Linked DNA regions of Sus scrofa: region 2 is linked to region 1. The links are chromatin contacts, called in public HiChIP or PLAC-seq maps. All regions are on one chromosome and are shown on one strand. Each heading gives the region's core, a stretch centred on a gene start, on an enhancer-like site or on the middle of the called end of the contact. The rest is flanking DNA. Distances are from core to core; before and after follow the strand shown. Region 1 holds the start of CLEC12A (C-type lectin domain family 12 member A). Region 2 holds the start of LOC100623691 (C-type lectin domain family 2 member E-like).

What was found. HiChIP or PLAC-seq counts read pairs in DNA pulled down with a chosen protein or histone mark.
Region 2: a contact with region 1 is called in an H3K27ac HiChIP or PLAC-seq map of alveolar macrophages. The contact joins the promoter of LOC100623691 here to the promoter of CLEC12A in region 1. A contact is called at or near these places in 3 of 47 Hi-C or Micro-C datasets (alveolar macrophages and blood) and 1 of 2 datasets of contacts at active chromatin or transcription factors (alveolar macrophages).

Annotation. Positions count from the first base shown.
Region 1 is chr5:61,920,788-61,924,927 of Sscrofa11.1, forward strand. CLEC12A (C-type lectin domain family 12 member A) reads left to right here and starts at 2,270. Exons shown (of 6, transcript NM_001301669.1): 1 at 2,270-2,385. The coding sequence starts at 2,295.
Region 2 is chr5:61,975,325-61,979,495 of Sscrofa11.1, forward strand. LOC100623691 (C-type lectin domain family 2 member E-like) reads left to right here and starts at 2,859. Exons shown (of 4, transcript XM_021092368.1): 1 at 2,859-2,986. The coding sequence starts at 2,959.

The DNA.
Region 1 (4,140 bases), core at 1,020-3,519:
TTTCTTGGTGAAACTCACAGAAACAAGATTAGTGGGACAAACTATACACCCTGTCATTGCAGTTTGTCTGGATGGCAACCAATATCCATCATTTCCTACATCCCTACCTTGCTGGACTCCACTCACCCTTGACGACACCCTCAACCAGACCAGGTGTTTTACCAACTAGTGGGACCAAGGTACCCATCAGTCAGGGGCCTAAGCCCCTGGCAAAATACACTAATTCTTTTTTGTTTTTTCCTGGAGATGCTTCATTTATTTTTCACCCTCAGATGCTACAGGCTATTTTTGGTGGCGCTAGATATTAATAATGACCAGTGTAACTTTCCTGACTGTTAAACAAACTATCCCACAGCAAACTTGCCTAAAGACATCGTGGTGACCTTTTAACATACACATTTTCTAAAATATATGCTCAAAGTACAAAAGATCCACATTTACAAGAGTATGAAATATGGACAATAGCCCATTTCTAGTGAACTTACCTATTAGCTGTCAAAATTTATCAGGGGACTGTCAGGGGACATCCTAGTGGGTCACCTTCATTGCAAACACCTGCTTCACTTTCTCTCTTATGCAACAATAGTCCTACATTCCCCTGATAAGCAGGTTAATTAGCCCTGTCAGGATTGTGACTCATTTTCTTTTCCTGTTGTGTTCCTGGCATAAGAAGCCCAGGGTAGCAGACATAGCTTAAAACTTAATGAGGAGCTCCCACTGTGGTTCAGTGGGTTAAGGATCCGATAGTGTCTCTTTGAGGATGCAGGTATGATTCCTAGCCTCTCTCAGGGGGTTAAGGATCCGGCGTTGTCACAGCTGTGACATAGGTGGCACACGAAGCTTGGGTCTGGTATTGCTGTGGCTGTGGAGTAGCCCTGCGGCTCCCACTCTGGTTCAACCCCTGGCCCAGGAAATTCCATATACCACAGGTGTCACCATAAAAAGACAAAAAAAAAAAAAATTGAATGGGATTCTCACTGCGATGCCTGAAGTGTTTCCACTCTGGAAACCAGGGCTTCTAAATTAGCAGATGTTAAAATGGTAAGGACGTAAGCAAAAATTCCCCTTCTACGAAGGCAACCATGCATTTTAGAAAAGGAAATGATCAGGCCTTTCGGAAAATACTAGACTCGGGCTCTGATCCTATACTAATTCCAGGAGACCCAAACTTCACTGTGGCCCATTCGTCAGGGCCAACGGCGGTCAGGTAACCAGTGGGGTTTTAGCTTAGGTGGGTGTAATGGTAGGCCCAGTGTGTCCCTGAATCCATCCTGCGGTCATTGTCCATTTCCACAATGCACAGTTGGAATAAATCCACTCAGCAGCTGGCAGCATCCACCCTTAAAGGACATTTGGTCTTGTCCAAAACAAGCATAAGCCATTTGCTCCATGAGCCATTTGATCCACACCAAAAAGTCCTCGAAACTTGGTCATATTTAGTTCTGTTCCAAACCATCTGGCATGGACAAAATATGCTCATCGACATTTTGGACAGGACCAAATTTCCAGGACTTTTTGGTGTGGATCAAATGGCTTATAGACATTTGGCCAGACCCAGATATCTGCTAACCTCCAGACCTGCAGAGCTATTTCTGGAGCTTTGGGTATACTGCCCATAGCCATCTGTATGCATACTTCCTGGCACAGTTCCTATTCTAAATCCCTTACTATGCTTCTTGTTACTAGAGAATCTAAGTGTTCTCTTGGTCCTCTAGGCACTCCTGTACCTGGATAACAGGGTGACTGCGTGGGACTTATCTCCTCTCTCTGTGCACATGTGATCTTGGCTCAGGCAAACCTCTCTATCAGGACCTGGAGATGTACAGAAAATCTATGCCAGGCCACTGGGGCTGACTAGCAAGGGTTTGAGAATTGTATCCTTTCTCCTCTTTCTCTCCTTAAAAGTGTTTCTCCAAGAAATGCTTGTTATATCTGCAGCACATAGCACTGGTGATTTGCAGCCCTTGGCACAACGCTAATAATACCCAAACACAGTTTTAAAAATTACTTTCTGTAGTTGGTAGACACAGAGAAATGAGAAAAGAAAGAGATAAGAGGAAGAAAGGTGTTCCTTCTTGTAACAGCACTCTGCTCTCTTTAGGGTGGCAGCTTGTTTCCGGATATGTGGGTGATTGGGACTCGATTTAAAAACAGAAGTTTTTAAGTTTAAGCTTTGGTTTATAAACGGAGGTTAAAATCACAACTCTGATCACCATCAAACTGTGTTAGTTCACCCTCGTTTTTCTTTTCTTTTTTTTTTTACAGTTTGTCAAGCTTTCCCTGCATAGTCATCAATGTCTGAAGAAGTCACTTATGCAGATCTAAAATTCCAGGACTCTGGTAAGAAAGAAAATACCCAGGAGTTTGGCAACTTTGGGATAAAAGGTAAGATTTTGAGCTATGGCTGTGTTGTGAGGTGGATAAAATGTGGAAGGTGGCAGAAGTGTAAGGGTAGATGCCTTGCTCCTTGAGTGTTAGTGAATTGACAATAACCTTTCAATTTGAATTTTTAATTTAAGCCTCTTATTTTTTACCAAAACTACCAAAAATGACCATACAAAAGGATTTTAAAGGATTTTTTAAAGAAAATAAGCAGTGCATTTAACACACAATCTTTTATAATTTTTTTCAATCTATCACAATCATGATTAGGCTAGGATAGTATTTTCATATGACTGGATTATGAATTATTTTTCCCCCATGAAAGAAAGCCATAGAACTAGGAACATGTTGTTCAGGAAAGTCTTGGGTTTGTATGTTCTTTTTTAGAAGAAAATGCTAATTTGTGTGTGTGTGTGTGTGTGTGTGTGTGTGTGTGTGTGTGTCTAAGAAAGAGATAGGGAGAGAGAGCCAAAGAAAGAGACAGAGAGAAGGGACCTTCAGAGGATTTTATTTTAGTTTTTACCAAATAAAGCTTTTATTAGAATTTGCTAATAGAATTTTTAGAATTTTTCTTACTTCCTTTGGAGATCTCTTTCCAACTTATTACAATATGGAAGAGGTTAAGTTACCTGAAAAGACACATCAAAGACTAAAGGGAGGAAAGAAATAAATATTGGAAGATACAATAATTCAAATGCACCCTGTACCTGGAAAGTTTGTATTTTTTAAGTCAAATTTAATTATGATATAAATGGACCACTTGTGTTTACTTTCAGTTTATGCTTCAATAAAGTATCCCTAATGTCCCAGAATACCCATACTTAAAATCAGTGTGTATAAATTAAATGGTAGATATAGAGAACACAAAGAGTTAACAGAAGCAGTGATATTAGGAGAAAAGAGTAATAGAAAAATACTCGTGTATTCTTTCATTGGTTTTTTACCTCTAAAAAATGTAGCATTCTTTGACGTTCTACCTTACTGTGAACCGAATTTTCACTGTTTAATCTTGGATCCACTTATCATTATCATTCCCCATTTATCCATTGTCATTCTCATTTATCATGAACATTATAAATCTTGATGAAGGATAACAGCTTAATTCTGTAGCCTTTTCCTTGAATACTGATTTTTTTTTTAAAGGGCAGGATGCTAAGGATGTCACAATACTTTCTGTCTTAATTTTCTTGTTTGTATTTCTCTTTTTATGGTGTGAGAGGAACATACCATAAACGCAATACACCGTAATTGCTCTTTACAAATCCTACCACGTCCCTTCTCTTTTCCTGTCCTACTAATCATTCTCATTCTAAATTTCCACTTCAGAAATTCTTTGACCCTGAAGAAATTTTTCATCCATGTCTTGTTGACTTTCTCAATTTTATCTAATTTTCTGATTATTCAGTCTATAAAGACTATATAATGTAATGTAAACTTTGTATTATATAACGTCTAACCTGACTCTCTTATACATCTCTTCTTTGTGTTTTTTCTAGAAAAATTCCAATTCTTGTTAAATTTAAACATCCACTCACCTGTGCCCCACCTGAGCAGCTGAACATTTTCAGTAAAAAATACACACAAAATTTCAAGCCCAGTTCACTCTCACTTGATGAGCTTTGCTCCTACTTCATTCTACCCCTTTTCTTTCTACTGTCCAAATTTCCATCCTGCCATATCCTCCCTTGTACACTCTGCCTTACTTCTAGATAATATTTACAAAGTTCTTATTTACTCTTATCAAAAGACAGACCGCCT
Region 2 (4,171 bases), core at 1,609-4,108, 55 kb after region 1:
CTGGAAGGGCTGCAAGGCTGGGTCCCTGGAACACAGATCAGGGGAAGATGCAGTTCTACTTGGCGTACGGAGAGCTGGGAAATAAGTCACTCCTGCTTTTACAACAACCAAGCAGAGCTGGATAATCCACAAATCCATAACTTTGCTCAGACCCATCAATATCCTAAGGTCACAGGGCAGTTCATTAAGCTGAGACGGAAGAAAAGACAGGTACCTCCAACAAGAGACTAGGCATGAAATCTTGCTCACATGGGAGATAAATATTCAACTCTTGTAAACTGTTACGAAGACTTCAGGAGCTCCCTGGCAGTACAGCAGGTTAAGGATCTGGTGGTGTTTTCATTGTAGCAGCCTGGGTCGCTGCTGTGGCAGGGATTCCATCCCTGGCCTGGGGCAATTTTGCATGTCTTGGGCACAGCCAGGAAAAGAATTTAGCTCAAACTTTTAACAAGTTGCTACAGGCAGACTGTGGTTTTGCATGTGGTTTTGTCATGACCGTTGATAATGAAACAGAAACATCTCTTTACTTCTGGGGAACAGAGAGGGAAACAACCTGATGGTATTTATGCTGGTCTTCTGCTAAATGACACTCTAGTTATTCACAGTGTGAACTTGCTTGACAGGCCCCCGTCTCAACTTTCATCTTTCTTCGGTGTTTCTCTCACCTTCAAAATAAACATCTTGCACTAGATTCTTCAAGTTCCACCACCCAGCATCCCATGTCTTCATTTTTGACTACCTCTTTCTCTAGGCTTTTTTCATCCTTTGAAGGGGCAGCAATCTGTCTTTCCTTTCTTGTACTTGGTCCCTGAGCTGTATTACTCCCTAAATGTTTACAGAGAGGTGAAGCAGAGTATTGGGAAAAACCCAGGCCAAGCCCTGGAGTACTTAACAATTTAAAAGATTTTTTTCAAAAAATGTTGTGACCTAAATAAAGTAGGGTTGTCAAGTAAATACGAGCTATCCAGTTAAATTTTAAATTCAGTTTTAAAATGGTATATTTTAATGTATGCCTCATGCACTGTTTCTGTTTGTTTTATCTGCAATATTTGTGCTGACCTGAAATTCAAATTTAACTGGCAATGCTAAGGCTTTAATTTGCTCAGTTTGGTCACCTATCCATAACCTCACGGGAATGAGTTGGCTAGAAAAATGAAATTTCATACAAATTTGTATAGGCGGTAGAAATTATTTCATTGAGAAGGAAGGCTTTTCTTCCGTCATTCCTCTTAATTCGAATTCTTCCCACTGTTCCACATGCATATCGGTTGCTGTATCCACTACCTAATCCCATTTTTTTTCTTAGAATTTATTAGATATTTAGGTGTACCGTTAGTATTTTTCAAATGACTGAAAAACATCGGGAAATTCTTTTAAAAAAAAAAGAAACAAACAAACAAACAAAAACAAATGGCTACCAACTACATTTTTTTTTTTTTTAAGGCCATACCCTTGACTTATGGAAGTTCCAGGGCCAAGGACTGAATCAAAGCCTCAGCTATGACCTATGCCAGAGCTACAGCAATGCCAGATCCTTTAATGCACTGCACCAGGCCGGGGATCAAGCCCAAGCCTCCACAGCAACCCAGACAACTACAGTCAGATCTTAACACACTGCACCACAGTGGGAAATTCCACTTTAGTCTCTGGCTTTCGCAAGTCACGGAAACCTTACTGGAGTAAGGAGAAGCATAGCTACTGAGGTTTCTACAAAGTCAGTTTGTTATTAGAAGAAACATCATAGCACAAATTTCTTAATCCAGGTGGCTGCAACAGATGGAAGGAAACAGTACAAAACTGAAGGATATGTACTTAGATCCCACGTGTTCGGTCCAGTGGAGAACATCTCTACACTTCATTATTTCTCAAGGCAGCTGGAGATCTGGTTAACAAGCACCCACAAGCTTAGAGCAGCTGTCTCTGGAGGTGAGATGTCAAGGAAATGTTGCTAGGCAACAACTCAAACCAGACCATCTTCAGATCATTACACAACTAGACATCCGTTGTGTCACATGTCGAATGCCTGGTAACATTCTCTTGTCACTCTCACAGTGGCAGTAGTGTGTTCTTAGTTACTATACTTCAAGGCAGTTGGAGTCCAAATTTCAAAAAATATAGCTAGTAATAATATAACTCTTTTACCTTTTCTATTTTGTGTCTAAAACATGTACTAACTCATTCTGAAGTAACTCATCTCAAAACCCACACTAGAAACAAGAGAAAAATGGGGAAAAAATTACATACATGTGCAATGATTTAAAGGCTTAAAAGATGTGGTAGGTGCACTCTAAGGAATCACAGGAAATATTTACTTATGAAACAGATAATGAAATAAATAGAAAATAGTTTCAACACAATGAGATTCCCCAAAAGGTTGTATTTTTTTAAAAAGTAATTTATAAGACTAAGATATTTTTTAAGGTTCTGCCTCCCTTCCTTTTTACCTAGCAAGAACTGATGTCCCCAATTTATGATCAAGAAAGAATCATGAACCCACAACCCTCAGCCACATTTGTGAAAATGGAAAGAATGCATAGACAGGGATTAGAGGATGGGGAACCAGGTCAATCTAGTATTTTGAAAAGACTATACTAAGCACACAGAAATTAACCTTATTCTTTCATTGCATTAAACTCACTCTAAGACTCTTCCACACCTGGAGAGTTTGGGATCAGTCCCATATATTCTGTGGTTCCTTTCAGTAACAAGAACATTCTCATTTCAGAAATTAGTATGTCCAATATAACATAAACACTTCGATGTCTTCTATCCAAACTTAAACCTCAACTGAAAACCTCTTCCCTCCTCCAGTTTACACTACTTCTGACCTGGAATCCTAGGAGCTGATGAGATGAGCTGTTTGTGTCCTGTTTTTCTCTCTAGTTTCATCAGTTCCTCTTCATACTAGCTGCTGTTTCTGACCCAGTATGGGGAGAGAAAACTGGAAGAACAGAGCACATGTGTGATTTGATGGCTGCCTTACTGAGTGAGTGATTTTGTGGGTTTCTCAGAAATCACCTTATCTGATGGCTACTTACTTTCTATGAGAGATGTTTTTCTTGAACTGTTCTTCCTCAGCTTTAGGGCTTTCATTGTCTAGAGCCTCATTGGATACTTTTTTTTTTTTTTTTTTTTGTCTTTTTGCTATTTCTTGGGCCGCTCCCGCCGGCATATGGAGGTTCCCAGGCTAGGGGGTCGAATCTGAGCTGTAGCCTCCGGCCTACGCCAGAGCCACAGCAACTCGGGATCCAAGCCGCGTCTGCAACCTACACCACAGCTCACGGCAACGCTGGATCGTTAACCCACTGAGCAAGGGCAGGGACTGAACCCGCAACCTCATGGTTCCTAGCAGGATTCGTTAACCACTGCGCCACCACGGGAACTCCGATACTTTTTTTTTTTTAATTGTACAATATATACAACATGAACTTTCCTGTCTTAACCATCTTTAAGTGTATAGTTCAGTAGTGTTAAGTACATTCACATTGTTGTGCAACCAATCTCTGGAATGCTTTTCATATTGCCAAAATGAAACTCTATACCTATTAAACAATAACTCACCACTTCCTCCTCTCCCCGTCCCCAACTCCTGACAACCACTATTCTACTTTCTGTTTCTATGAGTTTGGTCAGTCTAGGTCCCTCTTACAATAGAATCATGCAGTGTTTTTTGTTTGTTATGGCTTATTTCACCTGGCATAATATCCTCAAGATCCATCCATGTTGAAGCATGTGTTATATTTTTTTTTCCTTTTTAATGTTGAATAATATTCCATTGTGGGTATGTACACTTTGTTTATCCACTCATCCATAAATGGATATTTGTGTTTCTTTCACCTCTTGGCTATTGTGAACAGTGATGTTTTGAACATGGATTCATAGGAGGTTCCCACTGTGGCTCAGCAGTAATGAACCCAACTAGGATCCATGAGAATGCAGGTTTGATCCCTGACCTCGCTCAGTGGGTTAAGGATCTGGTGTTGAGGAGAGCTGTGGTGTAGGTCACAGATGTGGCTCAGATCTCGTATTGTTTGGCTATTACATAGGCCGGCAGCTACAGCTTTGCTTCGACCCCTAGCCTGGGAATTTCCATATGCCACTAGTCCCACCCTAAAAAGACAAAAAAAAAAAAAAAAAAAAAAAAGAATATGGGTCCATAAATTTGTCTTGA